Regions from separate parts of the Mus musculus genome. Here regions 2 and 3 are each linked to region 1. A link is a contact called in public Hi-C and HiChIP or PLAC-seq data. All regions are on one chromosome and are shown on one strand. The core of a region is the stretch at or near the end of the contact, and the rest is flanking DNA. Distances in the headings are between cores, read along the strand shown. Region 1 holds the start of Lhfpl2 (lipoma HMGIC fusion partner-like 2). Region 2 has its middle 110 kb from the start of Lhfpl2. Region 3 has its middle 82 kb from the start of Lhfpl2.

Region 1 (3,679 bases), core at 607-3,106:
GGGCTTCTAATGAAATGGAGGGAGCAGTATGGTATGCTGCTTCATATTCAAATGTTCCTGGCACATTTGATATCACCAATGGACAACAGCCGCCTAATCAGGGTGAGATTGGAAGGCATTGTGTATACACATAATGGTGCATATCTGTTCTGTGTTCTTTGATTGGTTCAGTCGTGAGCTATAACCCAGGAGAGTTCATAGGAAGAGGGTACAAGGCAAAGGTTTCTGTTTCTAAAATTTGTTTTGGCTTTCTTCTCAATTCATTGATCTCAAACAATTCTCCCATAATTACCTCCATCTTTTTATAAAGGTAAAGTCTTGTATTCACTGTAATATTTATTAGGAATTTAGTACAGTTTATAAACTCTGTTAGTATGTTCTTTTGAATGGTTGCTGTTTTTAATTCTCCGATTGCAATGCTATGTAGATTTTTAAGTTTATTCTTAACCTCATAAGCCCTCTTGTAATTTCTAGCACGTGATTTTGCCAAATAGAGAGAGCACTTAACACTCTTGTAGAATGTGTTTCGGGAAAGCTTTTTTTTTTTTTTTTTTCCCAGTAGGATTCAACCGTGGGAGAGTCCTGGGAACAGCATCAGCAGCTTCAGCGTGGATACAGGCATGGGTCCTTCTAGGACCCCATCTGGATGAGGACCAGCATGGTGATGCATTTGTGTTTGCAGCTATTGTTAATTGGTGATAGGTACCCTTTGCATGTGAAGAATCCCAACCGATTTAATTTGTATGTTTTCTCCACAGACCAGCAGTTGCGGATGACTTATGCTATCTACAATCCTGCTGTGGGATATGGTTTTCAATAGTGGAGTTGCAAAGAAATCAAGAATTTGTTTTGTTTTTTTAATTTTCCTGGCAAAATGCCTCAGATACCCTCTCACCCAGGAAGTGGTGTTCTAGAGCCATTAAGCTTGTAAGGCCGTGCAGATAGGTGCCGTGCCCACGGGTTTCAAAAGCAGGAGGGGGCCATTGAAACTGACAAACCCAAATGGATTTGGAAATAGTGGGTCAAGTGCAAAGACTTCAAGAGCAAAGAGCACATGCAAGCTGCTAGGGAAGGCCGGGAGGGAGGGGTGGGGGGGGTGGGTGTGCTTCGGTGGATAGACAAGTGTCTGAGAGTTTGGAGGCTGAAGCAAATTTGACAGGGGGTGGGGGTTGGAGACAAAGGAAGGTGATCTTAGCTGGGTTCTGTCCTAACACAATGAATTCAGACAATTCAGCCCCTGGCTATTTGACTCTGTCCTTTGCTCTGGCCCTGGGGGCGGTGGTGAGAGGAGTTGGTGGGTCTCCTCTCTGGATCCCTTTCCCGCTGGCTAAACCGCCTTTGATATCTGTGGTATCTATTGGAAAGTGTATCTTCAGTGCCTGGGGGATGTGTCTGGACCCAAGCATCCAAGCTCTGTGAAAGTTTGCAGTTTCCCGAAGTAGAAATCAGGACCTGTAAACTTGTGCCTCCAGCCTCTGCTTTAAAAGCACCGCAGACCACTCTCCACCCTGCGGTTTTCCTGGGCCACGGACCGACTTTCTTCCCGCCCGCCCCGCCGGCTCTGGTCCACGATAGGCACTGGGACAGCGTGAGGAGAGAACCCCGCAGGGCTCCGGGACCCCTTCTCAGGGATCGCGCGCGTCGCCCACACTCTCCCGGGCCCTGTAGGACCCTCCCCCCCGGAGGCCGGGCTTCGCCGACCCCTCCCCGAGCGGCGGCCGGAGGCGGGGATGCTGAGTGGCAGCGGCCGGCCTGGGCTGCGAGGTTCGGCCGCCTCCTCCCGCTGCGCCCGCCCCTCGGCCTCCGCCCCGGCGCCGCCGACCCTCGTCTGCTCCCGCCCTCGCCCCTGCGGGTCCGCCGGGGCCAGATCGAGGCTGCAGCGAGGAGGCGGCACAGAGAGCCCGGCTGGGGAAGGCTGCACGCGCCCGGGCCAGAGCGGGGCGTTAGGAGCCGGCTGCCCCGGCCAGGTAGGTGCTGCGCGGGGAGCCCGGGAGGGGGCCGGTCCCCGACAGTGCACGGGGGCGCGGAGGGACGGGCGGCGGGTGCCGGGGCAGGAAGGATCCGCTGCAGCGCCGGCCCGCCGCAGACGTGGAAGAAGTTGAGCCTGGAAGCGCTTTTTCCCGGGGAGCTGTAGTGGTCCCCTCCAGCCCCGGTCCGTACCGCGTGGGTCTCACCGGCCACAGACCTCAGCTGCATCTCAGACCTGGGCTGCATTTTTTGTGGCCAGTGCAGAGGGGTGAGGGCTGGCGAGGAGGTGGGCGGGGAGTTGGGGAACACCACATCTGGGGTGGATGAAGGACTCAGAGAGATGGGTTTGAATGCAGTCCCTACCCCCACCCGGCCGCACTTCTCTCTCAGTCTATTCGCGGTCGCGTGCTCTCTGAACTGAGAAAAGCAAAAAGAGTTTCTTCAAGTCGGCTCAACTTTTCTGTTAATTCAGGAGGTTCGGGAGTTTGTATGGAAGTAAGGGCAAAAGACTCTCATCCTCGCACCCTACCTCACTCCTGCCCGGGCAGTTTCCTGTACTCTGTGCCATGATTGTTTTTGTGCTTGTAGATTACAGCTGGTGACCTATATGGAAAAGTGGAACCACTGCCGGCGAGTGTGTGTTGGAGCCACAGGGCGGCAAGGTGTGGGGGGCTAAGTCAGAGTTCCTTCGAAGGGACTTTAATTCTCTGAACACTCTTCCTGTCCAGCTCAAAGAGAGGATGGGATAAGGAATAATTTATCTTGCTCTTTCTGATGCTCTTCTAATCATTTTTTTTAAAAACTCCCTTTCAAATTAAGAGATAGAGAACACGCATGCGATGGTTAAATATTTTAAAGACAGGGAAGATGAACATCTCTCTCTGCAATCAGGCTAATAGGGCTAGCCTGTGTTGGAACATCTGATTCTGATGAAATATTTGAAAGGTTTAAAGCAATACCAGACGATGTCATTAAAAAAAAATAGAGTGACCTGCAGTAGGTCATACAGAGCAGTGTGGCCTGTGGTCTGTGACAGCATTTTATAGCGGGAGGTGGAGCACTGTAAGCTTAAAGAGAAGAGGGTGGGAAAGGGGGCTGCTCATTTGTCTTGAACCAGTCTAGTTAGGAAGAGTGATTACACTGCAAATGAACATTTGTGAATATAATTTGAGTCATGATACATGAACCAGCCATTTGTCTGAAGGAAAAAAAGGATCTTTGTAGATGAGAGCAAAGCAGTGCCTTATGGGGGAAAAATAAGCATACCGTTTATCCATGTGCGCAACTCAGAATTGACAGCACCTGCTAACAACAGAGGCATGGGCTTAGAGATTTGGCTGCAAGCAAGGTTGAACAAGGCAGGGAGAAAAGTCTACAGCAGGAGATAGTTACAAAAGAATGGATAGAAAACTTCAGGTGTGTGTGTGTACACACACACTGCAAAAAAAAAAAAAAGTCTTCATTTTCTATATATCTTTACTGCAAAGAATTGCCAACACAGGAGGATTAAAATGTAGGAGAGTCCTGGGGCTGGAGAGATGACTCAGTGGTTAAGAGCACTTGCTGAGGTCCCATGACCCAAATCAGACAGCTCCCAACTGGATCAGTGCCTCTGGCTTCCACAGGCGTTTGCACTGTGGACATACCCAGGTGCAAGCACACAACTAGACATAATTAAAAATAAATCTTAAAAAGCTTTTCAGGAGACTCA
Region 2 (3,679 bases), core at 672-3,171, 100 kb before region 1:
AGGCAGCAATCCAGAGGACTCACTTGGGGACTGGGGACTCGTCCCATCAGCTCTCCAGTCTGCCTTTGTACTTTCCCCATCTTCTAGCTCAGGGTACAGCTATGGAAAGGACAAGCCCCTGCTCCCATCCTTTCTTGTGTTACTAAGAAAAATGACCTTCAATCATAACAGTTCACGAAACTCGGCAGTGTGAGCAACGACCTCTTCTAAAGCAGCCACGCCAACGCTAAAGCGCCGGGTGGACAGCAGCAAGGGTCAAATAGAGGTCACTTCCCGAAGTCTGGGCCGGAGAGGAACACTTCCCATTTCCAGCAAAACAGGACTTGAAGCTGGGAGCTGTAACCCTGATGAGCCTTCAGCAAAACTCAAAAAAAAATGGTACCCCAAAGTATTGTGCCTTGGTATGCTGATTACTTTGAGCTGAAGTGAGGGGCTCCATCCAAAGCAGGGCATCTCTGACCCCTTTCTTCCTCTGCTGGCTTCTGCCTTCCATCTCTTAATGATCTGATGCTTTCTGTCCAGCTGAATTTGTATGCAGCTGCCCAGCCTTCATCAAGCTTAACCGTAAGCATGAACAACTTTCTGTGAGCCTTGGGGTCTTGTTTCTGAAGACCCCGAGAAACTGCATTTAAAGCGATTTGCTGTGCTTTTCTCTCTTATCTGCCTCTTGCTATTGTTGTGGGTGTTGTTCCTTGAAGACTCGGGGCTAAATCACTATCTTATCACAGGACTGAGCCTGGCTCAGATGGTCCCAGGTCAAACCAGTGTCAGTAAGTTCCCCTTGGGCTCTCCGGTCGAGCCTTCTAAGGTTTTCCTGGCTCTGTGATTGAACACACTCCCCTCTGCTGAGCTCCTGTGAACTCCCTGCTGGCTCCCTTCAGTCCTTATCTCCATCTTGCCCGGGACAAGCTACACATGGAAGGCTTATCTCCTTTCTTTGGGATAGCAAACCTGCCTTTTCCAGTGGTTGACATCTAAGCTCCAAAGAGTGCTTGGGAAAGTAAAAGTTATCATAACTTAATGTTGACTGGGGAACTCCTCCCCACCCCCATTTTAAACAAGATATGCCTACACACATACTCTGCCCTTATTAGACCAGTTCTTCCCCAGGCACCACCTCATCTCCCCTCTGGTCCTGCTGATTTTCCAACGCTGTAAGTAATACAGAAACATAATGCAGAACACAGGTACTTGGATGAGGCAGGCAGTGAAGTTCAAGAGCTGTTCTCTCTCCCTCTCCCTCTTTCTCTGTCTATCTGTCTGTCTGTCTGTCTTTCACTCAGAAGAATCTGGTAGAAACTGGAGCAGTCACCTGCAAAGGAGAGTGAACTGACAGAGGACACAACGCGCTCTTCAAAGGAAGGCAATATGAATATCAAAGGTAGAAGAAAGGCTCTCAGGAAACTCATAAAACACTTGGATATTTTTTGGCAGAAATATTTCTCTTTATCTTCCAGTCTTTGAATGTAAAATGAAGGAAGACATACTGCGTATCACACAATAGCATCAAACAGCTAATACCCCAAATATGGGCTCATTTTCAAGGCTAAGAATGAATATACCATTGTGCATCTCACACCCACTTTATAAAGTAGATAAAAATTATTTTTTTATGATTCATAGCTCTGTTTGAAGAGGAAGTTTCCCTGTGATTCACTAGCATTTCAGATGGCCTTGGATGGCGGGGTAAAGCGTGCCAGACTGAAGGCAGATCCAAGGAAGGATAAGAAAAAGGCTAGGTGGCAGCAACAACCAACTGGAAGTGGACTGGAACACTCACCCTGTTGTCTCAGGTGTCTGCTGCAGCTTCAAAGTGGACACACAAGAGCATTCTGAAGAGATGAGCTGAAGGAAGCTCACTTGCTCACTAAGGAGGGGTGAGAAGCGGGAGGACTACGGGAGAGCAAGCTCTGGGCTGGACGCTGAGAAAGGGAACCAGCTCAGCTTATCGCCTCTTGATAACAAAGATGCCCTCACGCAGATCAACCAAAGAGCCCAACACTTGGGGATTCATACAGGAAGGATTGACTAATCGGCATCATGCTTTCTAGGCAGGAGACTATGGAGAGGTACAAACGTGTGGGCCTGGATAGGGATAATGCAGAAGTGAATGGGGGAGGTGAATCTCCCCCATCCTCCCCATTTGGTATTTGGATTTCAGGGGTCTCTGAAGGTGGGAGGCAGGATAAGGCAGGATAAGGGGTGATTGGGACTCGGGGTAGCAGATTGTCCCCCAGCCATTAGCCCAAGTCAGCCCCTGAGTCCGTATTCTTTACACGACTGGGATGCTCATATCCCCCCAAAAATGCAATGAATTAAGAGCCAGGACTTTAGGAGGTTCTGTGCTTCCAGGGCTAGCCTCATGTGTCACATGAATGCCTTGTCAAAGAGCTGAGGGAAGAACTTAGGACTGTTTGTCCTTCTGTACCTCAGCCATGTGAAGACACTTGTCCCCTCCCAAAGAGACAAAAAGGACCCAGCCTTCACCAGACTCTGACCCGCCTGCCTGAATCTTAGACTTCTACCCTCTAAAAGCATAAACTTCTGTTCCTTATGATTTACTCAAGCGCCAGTCTTTTGTTATACCAAAAAGAGGCAAAACCATAGTTGGATGCCTTGTGGGAATTCAAACATCAATTAGTTCTTTTCTCTCTTAGCAATCTCTCTGCCCATTAGCAATTGCCAGCTTCAATTTGGCTGACCAATGTTCAATTATCAATCATTCACAGATCTGTTGCCAAAAATGATGCTGACCAAATCCAGGTCTATATTAGAGGTACATGGTGCCAGCTCCCAGACAGATCCAAGAACAATTCCCTAACTTAACAGGGATCAACTCTCATGACTTATGATGACAACTCTTGACTGTAAATTTCTTTACGTGTCTGATAGTCAGATAGTCACTCACCTCCCAAAGGAATTGGGATGGGAGCCAAAAGCTATTGTTCTGCCGGTCCTGTATGGACGATCTCATGGTTGCTTGGTCATGGTAGTTTTCTGGACTTTCCAGAGTAAAAAAGTTAGTACCGTTAACATAAACCAAAGGGTCTCTATGGGTTTATCTGTTCATGATATAAAAGGGAGAAAGTTTGGGGCTCAGAGCTGAACAAAGAATTCTCACCTGAGGAATACCGAATGGCTGAGAAGCACCTGAAAAATTGTTCAACATCCTTAATCATCAGGGAAATGCAAATCAAAACAACCCTGAGATTCCACTTCACTCCAGTCAGAATGGCTAAGATCAAAAATTCAGGTGACAGCAGATGCTGGCTAGGATGTGGAGAAAGAGGAACACTCCTCCATTGTTGGTGGGATTGCAAGCTTGTACAACCACTCTGGAAATCAGTCTGGCGATTCCTTAGAAAATTGGACATAGTACTACCGGAGGATCCCACAATACCTCTCCTGGGCATATATCCAGAAGATGTCCCAACCGGTAAGTAGGACACATGCTCCACTATGTTCATAGCAGCCTTATTTATAATAGCCAGAAGCTGGAAAGAACCCAGATGCCCCTCAACAGAGGAATGGATACAGAAAATGTGGTACATTTACACATGGAGTACTACTCAGCTATTAAAAAAATGAATTTATGAAATTCCTAGGCAAATGGATGGACCTGGAGGGCATCATCCTGAGTGAGGTAACCCAATCACAAAGGAACTCGCACAATATGTAC
Region 3 (3,679 bases), core at 555-3,054, 82 kb before region 1:
TCAATCTTGGAATGGAATATTTTCCTGGTATGTGTGACTGGAACAATCTTATAATTCTCCCCATGCAACTGAGGGAAATTGTCAGATTGGTCTCTTATAAACTGTACAGACTTCAGTAGCCTGGTCAGGATGTTCAGGGATGTTTATGCGAAATGGACCATGCCCACCAGTCCATTTGCCAGACTCTGTGCAGACATGGGTAAAATGATGTGTGTGAAGACCCTGGTCTACACAAGAACTGCGTTAAGAGCAGAGTTATCCTTTTTATCTCTGGTTTTGCCTATGTCCTGTAATGATCCACCCTCCCTCCCCTTCTTTTTTTCCTGCACTGGGAATTGAACCCGGGGCCTCTTTGGTGCTAAGCACATGATCTATCACTAGGTTGCATCCCTAACCCTGTGATATCCTTTAAAAGAGATTTCAACCAATGAGAAAGGAGGCCACAAATTTGAAAGAGAGCAAGGCACAGAGGGTTTATGGGAGGGCTTATAGAGAGTAAAGGGGTGGAGGAAACAGTGTAATTGTAACCTCAAAAGTAAAAAGACAATCCAGACAAACAATCGGCCAACAGGACATTCCATACTGGGTGAAGCACAGGAAATCATGCCATATGTTCTTGGCGAAAGCTGAAAGGGAGATGCACGTGGGACTGTCCCACACTGAGTACTGAGTACCCGGCCTAGCAGTGGTGGCCCACAAAGGATCCCTCATCTCAGCAAACCTCGTTCAATACTGTCTACTTAGACATTTTCCTATACCATCCCTGGTCCCAACTTCAAACGGACCTGTCCTGTGACCTGTGTTCTCAGGTTACTTAGAAAAGAGGCAATGTATTATGTCCCCACCAAGCCCATCTATCCACCTGGAGTTTTCTGTACTCCCTAATCACAGTAGGTCGCTAGCTGTTCTTCTACCCCCAGTGGTGTCTGGTGCTGCCATAGTATCAACACAACAGCCATCCATTCTCAGTGTGCATCCCTCTCATACAGGTCAATGGTGACAAGGGCCATTTCTAGTCCAGGTCTCCCAGGGCTGGTGGTGTTTGGAAACATGGTCTCATGTATCCCAGGACAGCCTGGAACTCACTATGAAGCTGAGGAGAACATGGAACTTCTGGCTATCTTGTCACACTATCTTCAAGTACAGGGATTATAGATGTGAATCACTGTCCTTTGTTTATGCAGTACCGGGGATTAATGACACTCAGGGCTTCATGCATGCAAGGCAAGCATTCTACCAACTGGGCCCAGATCTCACGGGTTTAATTGCTGCTCTGGCATGGCCCTTCCCATAAATCTAATATTTTGAGCTGTTTTCTTCTTCCTTCCTTCTTAATAGGAAGCCCGTAGCTTGGATGACCAGGGAAGTCCTGGTTTCCCTGGTTGGCCAGGTGTAACTACTAATGACAACCCTTTGGCTTTAACATGTGCTAATTGAGAACACAGGTTTTAGGGTAAGCCCACCTGGGGCTGAATGTGTCTCCACCAAGCTAGGAAGCAGGTATAGCACACGAAAAAAAGAAAAGGTTCCAAGCTGTCAGGGCAAAGGAACCTTTATACAGTGGCATGCTCCTGCACCAAACCTGAGCAGTACTCACTGACATCTCAGACAGCAGGGACTAGGCAAGTTGTCAAGAGACAGTCAGAGGGGCGTTTGAAAGCGGGAGATTTGCAGGGATTCGAGGTGGGAAGGCAGAGGGAGATGTCAGAAGGCTGTGCAACCCCAGAGGATGTGGCAGGGAGTATTTCATGGCATGGGGTTTGTCTTGCATTCCTGAGAGGCTAGGCTGCGTTCTTTATTGGTGCACTGCTTCTGCCAAGGTCTATTGTGACTCACTCCCTCCAGGCAGCCTGCCTAGATTGGACCTCCCTACCTAGACCGAGAAGGCAGACCAGGGCTTACTGCTTTCTGTTTCTCCCTGTCATTGATAAATTGCTCATCTCTTGATGGATGAGGTTTTCACCTGCTAAGATTTCTGGTCAGCTGTTCCTGAGGGCAATAGTTCAAATTACCTAGTTGTCCTGTCTTCCAAAGAACTGAAAATCAGCCCTTTCTCTTTGTAGCTATAAAAAGTTACTTCAACAAAATGTATATTTTCCAGCATGTTATAAGTAGACATGTTTAAAGCTCCTCACATCCTTTTACTGATCTTCTTACATCATTAAAAATGTACTCAAGTAGCCATTCTATATCTGCTATTACCCACTTTATACTGCACCAACAAGCTACTCTCCAGTACTAGGCAACTTTACACATGTTGAATGTAGAACCCATCCCCTTTCCCCACAGGAATATTTATTACGTCTGGTGTAATAAATCCAAGCGCCGGAACACCTTTTTTATTTCTAAATCACTTTGTCATTCTTTGTCACAAAAGTATGTAAACAGATTGTAATTTCTTGTGACTGTTAAGCTCAATGATAGAAATCGTTCAGACAGAGTTGCCAGCACAAGTGGTCTCACCAACTCTTATCATCACACAGAAGGGAGTCAAGGTGGGTGAGACCGATCTGCAGTGAAGAGCACTGCGGCTACCCTTGCAGAACCCAGGTTCAGTTCTCAGCACCCACATGGCAGCTCACATCCATAACTCCAGCCAGGGATTTGACACCCTTTTCTGGCCTTCAGGGTCATGAGCATGCAGATGTATACACGTACACACATGCAGACAAACGGTCATATGCATACTAATGAAAATAAACAGATTTTTTTGTTATATATTAAACATAATGGTGAAAATTTCTCAGGGATACGCCTCTTGGAAAGATGTGTCTGCTTCAGCCATTAAGAACGTACGGTTAGCCGGGCGTGGTGGCGCACGCCTTTAATCCCAGCACTCGGGAGGCAGAGGCAGGTGGATCTCTTGAGTTCGAGGCCAGCCTGGTCTACAAAGTGAGTTCCAGGACAGCCAGGGCTATACAGAGAAACCCTGTCTCGAAAAACCAAAAAAAAAAAAAAGAACGTACGGTTAGTCACTTTCTACGACTGACCACATCCTGTCCATCCCTCTTATTTTTAATCTTGGCAATACTCAACAATATGTATTAAGCAAGCAGAAATTGAATTTCCTAAGAAGTCCTATTACACATTTTAAAAAAACAAAACATACCCAGGGGTCTATTACTGTAATCAGCTTGTCTGGGAAGAATTAAGGCAGTCGAAAATGACATCTGTAGCTCTCTCTTTGGCTCTCTGAGCCAGTAGACTTCACAAATCCCCTCAAGGCTCTACTGGGAGAAGAGACGTCTAAAGTGCACTGGGGTGTCTGAAAGAGGAACTTGTCTGCTAGAGGGTGAACTTGTGTGTCAGAGGAGAAAATTTACATCTCAACTTGGAAGTTAGACAGTGATGGTCAGGGCCGCTCAGTGGCCAGTCAGACTGCTTAACTATCTGTCTATTTTATCTTCTATTTAAACCTCACCCTCATGTTAGGACCCTGAAGATAGACTCGGAGGTGATGTGGGGGTGACACTGGGTCTCTTTGCCTCTCAGTGTGCCACATTGAATAAATCACTCTTTTCTGCTCTCCACTATTCTGTTGGTTCTTTTAGTTGGTTTATTGAGGACAGGTGGCTGCACCTGGCTTGTTGGGGAATGGGCAATTATATAACGTTACAAGCCCGGTAACATTTTCAAAAACAGAAACCCAGTAAGTCCTTTTCTCATCTTGGACGCCAAA

What was found. A called contact is a pair of places that touch in the nucleus more often than the background predicts. HiChIP or PLAC-seq counts read pairs in DNA pulled down with a chosen protein or histone mark.
Region 2: an H3K4me3 HiChIP or PLAC-seq map of embryonic stem cells shows a contact between it and region 1, with 22 read pairs. The contact joins the enhancer-like site here to the promoter of Lhfpl2 in region 1. A contact is called at or near these places in 11 of 39 promoter capture datasets (the 3T3-L1 cell line, 3T3-L1-derived adipocytes, cranial neural crest and 6 more), 1 of 15 datasets of contacts at CTCF or cohesin (the NIH/3T3 cell line), 13 of 484 Hi-C or Micro-C datasets (bone marrow-derived macrophages, cerebral cortex, cumulus cells and 9 more), 10 of 115 datasets of contacts at active chromatin or transcription factors (astrocytes, bone marrow-derived macrophages, embryonic forebrain and 4 more) and 3 of 9 other capture datasets (adipose tissue, liver and pancreatic islet).
Region 3: a Hi-C map of embryonic fibroblasts shows a contact between it and region 1, with 4 times the contacts expected there. The contact joins the enhancer-like site here to the promoter of Lhfpl2 in region 1. A contact is called at or near these places in 9 of 39 promoter capture datasets (3T3-L1-derived adipocytes, the HPC-7 cell line, embryonic stem cells and 6 more), 1 of 15 datasets of contacts at CTCF or cohesin (the NIH/3T3 cell line), 18 of 484 Hi-C or Micro-C datasets (the C2C12 cell line, CD8 T cells, LSK cells and 11 more), 11 of 115 datasets of contacts at active chromatin or transcription factors (astrocytes, bone marrow-derived macrophages, embryonic stem cells and 4 more) and 3 of 9 other capture datasets (adipose tissue, embryonic stem cells and liver).

What each region holds. Positions count from the first base shown.
Region 1 is chr13:94,055,940-94,059,618 of GRCm38.p6, forward strand. Lhfpl2 (lipoma HMGIC fusion partner-like 2) reads left to right here and starts at 1,857. Exons shown (of 4, transcript NM_172589.2): 1 at 1,857-1,967.
Region 2 is chr13:93,950,945-93,954,623 of GRCm38.p6, forward strand. No RefSeq gene overlaps it. Among named protein-coding and RNA genes, the nearest start is that of Lhfpl2, 110 kb to the right of the region's middle. Within about 2 kb of position 1,922, at least 12 of the 459 cell types and tissues checked have an H3K27ac peak or open chromatin away from gene starts, as enhancers often do. A contact at or near this core is called in granulosa cells, where this site is marked.
Region 3 is chr13:93,974,072-93,977,750 of GRCm38.p6, forward strand. No RefSeq gene overlaps it. Among named protein-coding and RNA genes, the nearest start is that of Lhfpl2, 82 kb to the right of the region's middle. Within about 2 kb of position 1,805, at least 29 of the 459 cell types and tissues checked have an H3K27ac peak or open chromatin away from gene starts, as enhancers often do. A contact at or near this core is called in the C2C12 cell line, the NIH/3T3 cell line, adipose tissue and 3 more, where this site is marked.